Regions from separate parts of the Zea mays genome. Here region 1 is linked to region 2. The links are chromatin contacts, called in public Hi-C maps. All regions are on one chromosome and are shown on one strand. The core of a region is the stretch at or near the end of the contact, and the rest is flanking DNA. Distances in the headings are between cores, read along the strand shown. Region 1 holds the start of LOC541886 (plasma membrane integral protein ZmPIP1-3). Region 2 overlaps LOC109946052 (a long non-coding RNA gene).

Region 1 (5,591 bases), core at 2,893-5,392, 46 kb before region 2:
AGGAGAAAGCAAGTGAGCCATTCACCAACCTTTTTTCCCTTTTTTTTTTCTTTTCAAGTCTTAGCAGATACATATATGCCGGCTGCTCGCTGTAAAGTGCTGATTCAGCTGTGGCTGTGATACCGGTTCAATCCGTTAAACGTGTCCGTTACTCTGGGAAAAATCATGTGAAGAGTCTAATCGTTAATCGAATTAACTGGTGCAGTTCGAAACCATGATTTCCCCCCTCCCGCAAAATTTAGCTTTTTTCCTGTGAAATCTCTTCCCAAACGGGTGTATGCCTAATGCCTGGTGCCCGGTGTCTGCTTCAAGAATCAAGATCACTACGCCTGCCTTCTGGGATGCATCATGTCGTCTATACCGTATGCATCGTGCGTTAATGTTCGGAAACGCCTTGCGAGGCAAAACGGTTAAGGAACAGCCCATGTCCATGTGCCATGGCGATGGGCGTAGAGTACGCAGGCAGCAATGCACTAGCCATTAGGTCCCAGGGTCCCCCCGTCCATTAGCCTTTTGCACTTGTCGTCCATCATCTTCGTTCTCTCTCCAATCATGGCGGTGGCGCCGCGAGAAGGCCACCACCCCACTAAAGGTCCACCATTGCTGAGAAGCACTGGAGCTGTTCCGATGCACTAATGGTTACGCTACGCTACGTTCTATCCTTTTACCACTGGTGTCAGATTTATTACTAGGTCTGTGGTTCACGATGCATTGGATGGCTGGTTGGAAAATTCTGTTGAAAACAAGAACAAAAGAAAATTCTGAATCGATTCCACTTGGATGAAAAATCCAGCTGATAGTTATAAACCCACGTTTCCACATGATATCTGCCCTTTCTTGCCACGATCCCAACGCATAAAAGGAGACGGGAACCCTTGCAACAAACACGATGGAAGAAAAAAAAACATACACACAGCTCGGTACAGGAGTACACGAAGTTCTGGGTTCAGATAACAGAGCAGTGCAGCAGTGAGCAGTCTTGAAGGGAAGAGAGATGGAAGATTCAGCAGAGAAACTAGGCGTGGGCAGACAATACATTCCCCACATGTCTCAGCACACCCGCGGCAGCTTAAGACCTGCTCTTGAACGGGATGGCCCTGATGATCACCTGGTGGTAGATGGCAGCCAGGGCGGCGCCGATGAAGGGGCCGACCCAGAAGATCCACTGCAAACAATCGTATAGAAACAGGAAGAGGTTATGGCACAGATGGAGACAAGCTACATAGATGGAGACAAGCCTTCGTGATAAGCCTAACACACAGCTAGATGGAGACATATGACATTCTGTCTGCATCATTTAATTTGGAGTTGGTGAGTGAATGATTAGCCGTAGTTTTGGCCACAAAAAATACTTCTGACTGGTGAGGTGCAAGAAAAAAAAAATCAAAATGCATCACCTAGCAAGAATCAGAATATACTTTCTAATAGAGAGCATGCCACTATCACTATGATTGCTGCACAATGGAAAGACAGTGGCCGCATGTCTGGTATTTGGATGGAGACACACTACACTGCGAGTGCGAGTGGTACCACACTGTTGGAAACCGAAATTTGGTGCCAGAGGAATCGAGAGCAGTTCCCACTCACATGGTCGCTCCACGCATGATCCCGGTTGTAGATGATGGCGGCGCCAAGGCTCCTAGCCGGGTTGATGCCGGTGCCGGTGATGGGGATGGTGGCAAGGTGGACCAGGAACACCGCGAACCCAATTGGCAGTGGGGCAAGGATCTGTTTTCACCAAAAAAATAATGGGTTTCATTGACGGTAAGTCTTAATACAATATGAAAACGACATGTATTGAAGAGTATGCATGTATTTTCAATTCGTTAAACCACAAGATTAAGTAATCAGCTAGATTCCAGTTCCAAAACACATAACACCCAGAGTTCATCAGTCCATTACATGTGGTGTACACTTAATGTCGATCAAAGGTAACAAATACTTAAGGATTTCACTTCATCAGTACACGCACAACATCTATGAGCGGCATTAAATTAATTCAACGTCAGGAATTCATAAGGCCTTGTTCGTTTGTGCCGGATTAGTGGGTCGAAACGATTCCTAACCGAATTGCTTCTCTAATTTATATAAACTTTGATTAGCTGGAACGATTCCGGGTGCAATCCGACATAAACGAACAAGGCCTAAGTCGGAACCCAGAACACAGATTACAACCGTCATCTTATATTTTAGATATGCAAATGTGAATTCAAGCAGAACCCTAACAGCTGAACAAACTAGGAAAACGAAAGGACGAAGAGTACTTACGGGGACATGGGAGTCCCTGGCGTTCCTCTTGGCATCGGTGGCCGAGAAGACGGTGTAGACTAGGATGAAGGTGCCAACGATCTCTGCGCCAAGGCCGTCCCCCTTGGTGTATCCAGGGGCGACAACATTGGCGCCACCGCCGTTGCCCATGTAAAGCCCCTGCTGGAAGCCCTTCACCACTCCAGCTCCACAGATGGCACCCAGGCATTGCATGATAATGTAGAAGATGGCCCTAGTCAGGGACAGCTTCCTGGCCAAGAACAGCCCGAAGGTCACAGCTGGGTTGATGTGTCCTCCTGTTGTTGCAGCAGCAGGTAACAACCATTAGTGGTGTGGTGGCCCTTGGTTGCTTGTAGTCGTGTTATTGGTTTATGCTTTGCTGAATAGCATGGGTTCTTTCGAAGTTTGGTACTTTGAGATTAAGCATGTATCCGGAGTTAATAATACACAAAACATACACCAGAAAAGCCATATACAAATTCACAACAATACATGTTTAACTAGCCGTATGTAGGACCACCATTATTTTTAAGGTGGAATGGCCACTGTAGGTTAACTGATATAGTTGACTATGTACACACCTCACAAGTTACATAGGATCGTCTGCTATGTCATCTCTTTGTTTACCTCGAGTAAGCGGCACTTAGCTAACTAGAATGGTGCCCTTTTCAATTTAACCTTTAAATAATTACTGGTGAAACTGTGGCCCGAAGTGCTACATCAGAGATGAACTACAGTAGCAGTTGATGATGCCTTTGCAAGTTTGCATAACAACAAACAGCACATGCTATAGTAGTACAGTACGTGAAGTGGTAAAAATATTTATTGCAGGACAAATCTGCCTGTGTGTAAGGTACAAAGTGGTACCAAGCAAAAAGAAATAAACTTTGTTTTCTTTTTAATAAAATAACCTATTAACAGGGGCTTAGTAATCCCGATGCTGCTGGTGAGTATATAACTGCAAGGAAGCTCTACTGTTTTAAAAAAAACAAACTTAACAGATCCTCAGCTACTAATACTAATATCGGTATAGGCTAAATAAAATTATCTTTTTTCTTCCTTTCTTTAGTGCTAAAGACTGTAATCAGGAAATCCAAGAGCAACAAGTGGATTGGAAGTCTCACGTAAATTCAAGGGTCATATACCAAAGTGGATTTGTTGCCTATACAAGTTACTCTTGCTACCCCCAACACACAAAAAAAAACACTTTTGCTTCAGTATCTCAGAAATTGTACACTAAAACTAAAAGCTTTACTAAATCGTTACCATGAAGGGTTGTTACTAAGCTAAGGAAGTTATTAAAAGGCGAAATTAGTAACGTAGCGAAGTCTAAGAAATAATCGCAGTAGGTTAATAAAGCTCATCACATCACATGTCGGCTGGAAAAAGAAGCCAGCAGCAGCAGCAAGAAGGAAGGAAGGAAGGAGAGCTGACAGACCGGAGATGCCGGCGGTGCAGTAGACGAGCGCGAAGATCATCCCTCCGAAGGACCAGGCGATGCCCTGGATGCCGACGGTGGCGCACTTGGAGGTGGACTTGGAGACGCCCATGACGGTGAGGACGGTGATGTAGAGGAAGAGGAAGGTGGCGACGAACTCGGCGATGCCCGCGCGGTAGAAGGACCAGGACTTGAGCTCCCCGGGCTCGAACAGCGGCGCCGGCGGGGGCTCCTTGTAGTCCTTGTCGTCGTCCCCGGCCCCGGCGCCCTGCGCCGCCGTGCCGATGGGCTGCCGCTCCGAGAACTTGTTGGCGCCCAGGCGCACGTCCTCCTCCTTCCCCTCCATCTTTGCTCCCCGGCCCCACGCTACTGTCCCTGGCTCCCTGCTCTCTCTCCTGCCTGTGCGGTTGGGCTCTCGGTGGTTTCTTGAAGCAGCGGTGTGTGTCTGCGACTGTGAGGGAGGTGGTGTGGCTCGGGGATTATATAAAGGCAGAGCAGAGGACGGAGCTTGGGAGCAGCCAGGTCGTGAGGAGACTGGAGAGTGACTGAGTGGAGCAAGGAACTAAGGAAGACACGGACACTGTTATTTTTATTTTACAGCATTTTTTTTCTGGATGGCATTGGCAGGACACTGATGAGTGACTCGAGGAGGTGCTTCTGGAATGGAATTATTACGGAAGAGGAGGTGGCGAGCACGGGAGTCGGGAACGGACCTCACATGCAGTCGTTCCAGGCTTATCCAATCTATTTTATCTTTTTTTTTGGTTCGAGCGAGAAGCTTTGAAATGAGGAAATAAATGGAGAAGACATATGCTTTGCTTGCAATATTCTTTTGTTGCACTCATACTTTGCTAGGCAGGCTCCACGAGGCAGCCTTTTCCTCACTTCAAAGGGACTCCCTTGCCTGTGTAGTCTGTCCGGGATCCGAAGCCAAAGGCAGCACAGTCTGCACAGAGCTCACTGCTCCAATCCAAAGCAGCGGGGCGCGGAGCTTCTGCCTTTTGGTAAAGCAGGGCCGCGCCGCCGCGGTACTTCTGGAAGCAGCCTACGGAGTTACTGTTCCTGTCATTGCTTTTAGCATGTGCCGATTTCATTCGTTGCGTTGGATGAGTAGTGATGGGACATGAACCTAACCTCTTCGCTTTGTCATCCAGTAATGGTGTGGCTGTCCAGAAGCATCGCCTGCCGGTGCGAAAAACTTCAGAGTGTAGTGCAATTCAACCCACGGTCAGCAGCAACTTACCGAGGAAAGAATTTCCCACTCGATCTCCAGAATCGTGGAAAGGATGGTGCGGCTGGTTGCGGGACACATAGGCTAGGGTATTTAATACACTAGAGCTAATAATTATTAGTTAAAATTAGTTGAGACATCCAAACAACTTAGCTAATAGTTTAACTATTAGCTATTTTGGTAAATTAGTTAATAGTTAGGTAGCTATTTGTTAGCTACCTAATTTCACTAACAATTTTTAGACAACTAACTATTAGTTTTAGTGCATTCAAACACCCCCTAGGATAGGGATGTTCCCTGGGGTCCCCTCCCGTTCCTCTAATTTCGAGTGATAACTAGAAAGCATGGCGCGCCGTTGGCGCTCGCTCTAAGAGACCGTGCGCTAGTTATGGGTTTGGGTCTCAGTACTTTTATCTTCGCCTTTTGGCTTAATTAAATTATAATGTTTGTTCTTACGTGTCATTGTAATGCATGTACATTGTACTAGTGTACTCCTATAAACCTCATGTATCGTTGCAGTGCTTAGGTACTACTATAATCCCTCTGTCCCCATCCGAAATACAGAAGGTATTACATAAATGCGAAAATAGAAACAAACATGCCAATAGGTTGCCCAAACAGACAAGCGACAGACTCTTTCGGGCCTGAGCCAAT
Region 2 (5,328 bases), core at 283-2,782:
TGTTGGACGCCTTACGGACACTAAATTTAACATACCGGACGTTTTAGCGTCCGTTGCTTGAGATAGCCTAACCCTTGACCCTGAACCAAACAACCTTACCTGAAGGTCATCTCATTTCGTCCTGTTCCATGGTTACAACTAAACACGCCCTAGCTTTCTACACTAGACCCGCAAACGAATTCTGGCAAGTGTTCTAAAAAATATTATCTTCAGTGGAGCGAATGACGAGAGCCCATATACCGAATTTCTTTTAAGACCTTGTTCGGGTTATTCACAATATACATGAATTGGATGGAATTGAAAAAAAAATTAAAAAACTTTGACTTACTTGAGATTTAAACACATTCAACCTCACTTAATCCATGTGTATTGAGAGCTAACCGAATAAGCTCTAACGGATCGCCGTCCTCCTCTTTTGGCATGGTGAACCAAAACCTGGAGACCCGTCCCGGTTGGTGACGCCGGTGAAAGGCAAGCAAGCAGTCGAGCCAGAGGGTAAAACGTTTCTGCGGCAAAGCGGCAAAACAGGGTACTTGCTACTCTCCTCTTCTTTTATACCAAAAAACTAATAATAAAAAAAAATCAAGTAACTGAAAAGGCCAGCAGCAGCAGCAGACGCTATCATTGATTGCGTTCCAATCAATGGGCCTGGAATCGTGCAGATAGATTTCACCCCAGTATACAGGTAGTAGCGGGGAATCTTTACACTCCTCTCTGATGAACGATGATGATTGAGAAGGCATTGAAGGGAAACATGTTTGTTGATATCGAACTACCACGTCAAAGCGCAGCCCTTCCGTCAACTGCTAGTATGTTTTTTATTAAAGCCAGTTATTCTGGTGTAGTTATAATTTATAGAGACAAAACACTGTAGAAATAGTAGAAGGTGGTATGAATTAAAGCCAAACAAATATTCGCTGCGGTTTACTGTGGCTTTTAATCCTGTTACGACCGCGGGTTTTACAGTATTTTATCTCCAGATAGGAGCTTCAACTTTAGAGCAGTCGAACGGTCTGTTTGTCATTTCCCTACCGCTTAGTAGTCTAGTACGCTTCAGCGTTAACAAATCCTCCTTCCAGCTATGGAAGCAACTCTAACACGCAAGAATGTTGCTGTCTAGCTGTAAAGGTCTGGTGGTGATGCATGATAAAACAAAAAGAAGAGATGGGTGATGTCCATATAACCAATGATCGAACACTGTCCGAGCGCAAATATAAATTCATGTTCAACCTTTTTTTGTTTGTTTGTTTGTTTGGACTTTGGCCATCAATCCCTACAAGTCAGGTATATAGATTAGCAAGACGAGATAGAAAGTACTATTAGGAGCGTATGGCTTTCGAAATGCAGAGCTGCACGAGACCAGGCCGGCCGTAGGGAGAAGCGCAGTAGTAGTGCCGCAGAAGCTGACCGCGCGGGGCTGCAGCAGCGCAGGCCGCGTCACGCCCGCCGCCCGTGCCACGCGCGCCACACACGTACGTACCCCACCGGGCCGCGGCCGTCGCGCCTGCATCTGCATGTGCCGACTGATGTGCGCTGGGCGGCGCCACCAGCTACCGCGCCGTCGTCGTCAGACGTCAGCCTGCCGTGGCCGTGGAGGGTCCGTTCCGTCGCCTTGCGTCCGCCACGTCACCATCCAAGCCACTGCCGTTTTTTTTTAGAAAAAAAATAATTCGTGGTGGTGGAAGTGGTGGTCTGGTGGAACCATGGGACCATGGTGTTTGGAATTTTGGATATGGCCAGGCCAGCCAAAGCAGTTCAAATGATTGGCTCGGCTGCATTCATTCACACCATATAAAAAAAGGTCATCGGCAGGATTTACTTTAGACACTGTCTGGCTCACGTACTCGGGGCGGTGGTGGTGGTTGTTAGAAAACGAGGTATTTATCAGTTTTAATTTAAGTCTGAAAACAAGTGTGATGTATGTGATGATATGTATGTGCATGTGTGTATGACTATTCGTATAAGCAGTAAACAACAGTAAACATATGCACAAATACGAAGAACATAATGTACTCTGTGGAGGGACCGATGCTCAAGGTACCAGTGGCTCCATCCACACGAGAATGTCTCGTACGTATGTTCGATGTAGTCGTACGCACTCGATGCAGGCAGATGTACGTAGTGCAGTCCCTCAAACGGCGCCGACGACGAAGAACCGGAGCGGATGAAGCGAGCAGTCGCGAGTACGCTCCCCAAAAACATGATCGCCCGTACACCCGTGCAAGTGTACCTCTGCGGACGACGATTTCGGAGGCCTGCTCTACCACTCTCTGTGTGCTCGCAGAAGGTGGGGCGGGAATGGGCTGAGTGCAACGCGTTTGAGAGACTGCTCGCGTAACCAGAAGAGTGTCCACCTCCTCCGTATTTATATACATGCAGAGTGAGGGGAACGGACAGGAACGACCGCCATAAGAGTCAGAAACTAATAGCAATTATAGCCAGAAATCGACGTCCTTTACTCGCCATAAGAATCATGACGGTCGTTAGGAAGGAATATTTTCCTATCTACCACGAACCATGAACCACGACCACGGCCCGCCCGACAACGGCGGCGCGCGTGTGGCAGTCCTTCATTCTTTTCTCAATTTTTCAATAGATGCACCAATGGTCCACCAATACACCAATAGATGCAGCGGCACACTGTTCCTCATCAAATCGCTACACCATTTTCGAGTTTTGTCTGCCACTCGCCGGCCGGCCATCTTCTCCACGGCCGTTCACTTCGACAAGTCACCGACCACACGAGCTACGTGCAGCCACGACGGAGTACTGGTATGGAACGTGGACGTGACTTGAACAAGCCAATCGTGCAACAGACCTAGTGTGTGTTCGATCGTTATGCTCAAACCAGCGTGCAGCAACCCTGCTCTGGATGTCCTGCTTAAAAAGCAAGAGTAGTCGCGTACTGATGTTAAGCCTTTTGTTTAATAGTATAGGTTTATTTGAAAAAAAATTTGTTATAGAGGATGGGATATAGAGGATGAAATTTAGAGAATGCTACTAGAAATAAAGAAGACTAGTACGGTGCCCGTGCGTTGCAACGGCAACAATTGTGAAAACAAGGCACATAACCATCGCTACCCTGCAGCGCCTTCGCCGTCACCTGCTTCTTCTAGGCGCAAATGCGCTGCACCACCATGGCACAAGCGATCACGAAGCAGAAAGTGATCATTTTTTGCATCCAGACATACATGGCATCCAATTCTCCTTAATTTTTTTGCTAAGACTTCTATAATCTTTAATTCACATCCCCTTTCCATTGATCAGTCATATCAATACATTTTGTTCCGGGGACTGAATTATTATCCTACTAATTTGACCATAAAGTAGCAACAATTATTATTATTTATATAAAATCAGCACCATACTGATAATCTACTCCAATCATTCTACCGCAGAACAGATACAGAAAAAAGGCTGCCATAACCGATCGCCGCATTTCACAAAAGGGCAAGTAAAGCATGAAGACATTATACATGCAAATCAAATTATGCCGACATAACAATCCTTCTTACAAGATAAAGTAGAGATTCCGTGCAGCACCATGTTATTTTTCATTAACACCAATTATGAGACAACAGTGTTGCGATCGCTACGCCCTTACACTTTAGTTCCATCATCAACACTCAAATCAGATAAAACCCCTCTTTTCAACTTAGCAACAAGAACTCACATGCCTGCTAGATCATTCTCCAGAGATAGTTCCTTATTTGCCTCGTCTAACTTTTTCTTGTACTCCTCTTCAAGAAGCTCATTCTCGGTCAAAGCAGCCTCCCTCGTCAGATGCTCATATTTCATCTTTTCAATTTTAGCTTCCTGCCAAAGTACATCATCAAAGTTGGTTGGCTTAAATGTCAACAAGGAAAGCATAAAACACAAGTAGTTTGCATATAGCCATAATGAACATGCATACTATTTCTATCAAGTAGAATTACAGGAAGGATGCATCAGAAAAATTGGTGAAAGGTCAGTAACCAAACCATGAATATTGTATGATGAAGAATATGTACTGCGCAAGGGGCTCAAATACACAAAGTCAAAGAACATTATCAGTAAAAGAACCTTGGACTGAAGTTTAGATTTCAAATCAATAGTCTCCTGTTGTGCACAATCAACTTCCTTCTCAGAGGATATATCCACTTTTGTTGAGAGTTGTTGTTCAACGTGATTTTTTCTTGTAAATCGTTGATTTTCACATTCTGCAATTAGCATGATTTTTTAGACCAAACTTTTGTCATATTGAACAATTTAAATTGAAAATAAAAATAGAGAGAAAGGACCTTCTATAGTAGCTGCTCCTGGAGGACACGATTATCAACTAACTTTAACTGTCCAAAAAAACACAAACAATTGTTAATAACACTATTTCAATATATTTGAGTTTCATGGAATCACAGTACAAGTTCAAGAAGAATATTGCCTCTAACTCAAAAGCCTTCTCACTACATTGAGTTGTTAATTTCGTAATAATCTGTTTTCACAAAACCAGGCGTGTTAGTATTGGAGAGAAAAAATGCAGGAACCACTAAGAGGGGCATCTATATGCTGGACATATCACCTTCTACATATCCATCATGGATGCATTAGCAAATGATGCCTCACCACTTTTTCGAGGGCTCGCATATGTCTTCTGACAGCCACTATTCTCCAATTCTTCTGCGCTTGTCGTAGCCAACCTTCGTTGCAAGCTGAGCAGGGACTTCTCGGCCTTCCTCCGTTGTCGTACCTGCTCCACCTTGTCCATCATGTCCTTGGTCGCCGACGGCTCAACCCACACCTGCATGCTCACATAGTCACATAGGTGAGCAGATCCGGTAAAGCAGGCAGCCACATCGGCCCGTGCTCCATCCCAGTCATATAGGAACCCTAAACCCTAAACCCACCACCGCTTGGCTGGCAGAGGGATGCAGCTGCAAGCGTTGGACGGTGGACGGGGAACCTAGGCAGCAGCTACGCCTTTCTTAGCTTGAATGCAACTCATGCAGAGCACCAAGGATTAGGTATTAAAATTTGTAGCTATCAAACCAAAGGAAAACATTAGCGCCGCAGAAAACCCACCATGTTCCAATAAAGAATAAAATACATCCCCACATGCCACTATTAGCTTAAGCCTAATTATATAAAACCACAGCTAGAAAAACATGATATACACATACTTCCTATGCTCAAGTAGAAACATTATAGTTTTGTCCTAAGGAACAAAAAAGGATTGAAGTACTGAACCCACCTTGTTTCTGGGACTGTTGTAACACCCTGAATTTGGGGGTATAAAATTTCTTTGCTCATATTCACAAATTCAGGTGTTACTTCCTTTTCTCACCCTTCCTA

What was found. Hi-C and Micro-C count contacts between places; a contact is called where the count stands out from the background.
Region 1: a contact with region 2 is called in a Hi-C map of tassel, with 3 times the contacts expected there. The contact joins the promoter of LOC541886 here to the enhancer-like site in region 2. A contact is called at or near these places in 4 of 25 Hi-C or Micro-C datasets (bundle sheath, leaf and tassel).

Annotation. Positions count from the first base shown.
Region 1 is chr4:159,004,185-159,009,775 of Zm-B73-REFERENCE-NAM-5.0, reverse strand. It overlaps LOC541886 (plasma membrane integral protein ZmPIP1-3), which reads right to left and starts at 4,142. Exons shown (of 4, transcript NM_001365707.1): 1 at 3,707-4,142; 2 at 2,269-2,564; 3 at 1,588-1,728; 4 at 752-1,165. The coding sequence starts at 4,052. The coding sequence ends at 1,070. LOC100381765 (putative MAPKKK family protein kinase) reads left to right here. Exons shown (of 13, transcript NM_001321347.1): 13 at 1-209.
Region 2 is chr4:158,956,300-158,961,627 of Zm-B73-REFERENCE-NAM-5.0, reverse strand. It overlaps LOC109946052 (a long non-coding RNA gene), which reads left to right. Exons shown (of 3, transcript XR_002269191.2): 3 at 1-531. Among protein-coding and RNA genes, the nearest start is that of LOC109946052, 4.8 kb to the left of the region's middle. Within about 2 kb of position 1,532, at least 17 of the 20 cell types and tissues checked have an H3K27ac peak or open chromatin away from gene starts, as enhancers often do. A contact at or near this core is called in bundle sheath, leaf and tassel, where this site is marked.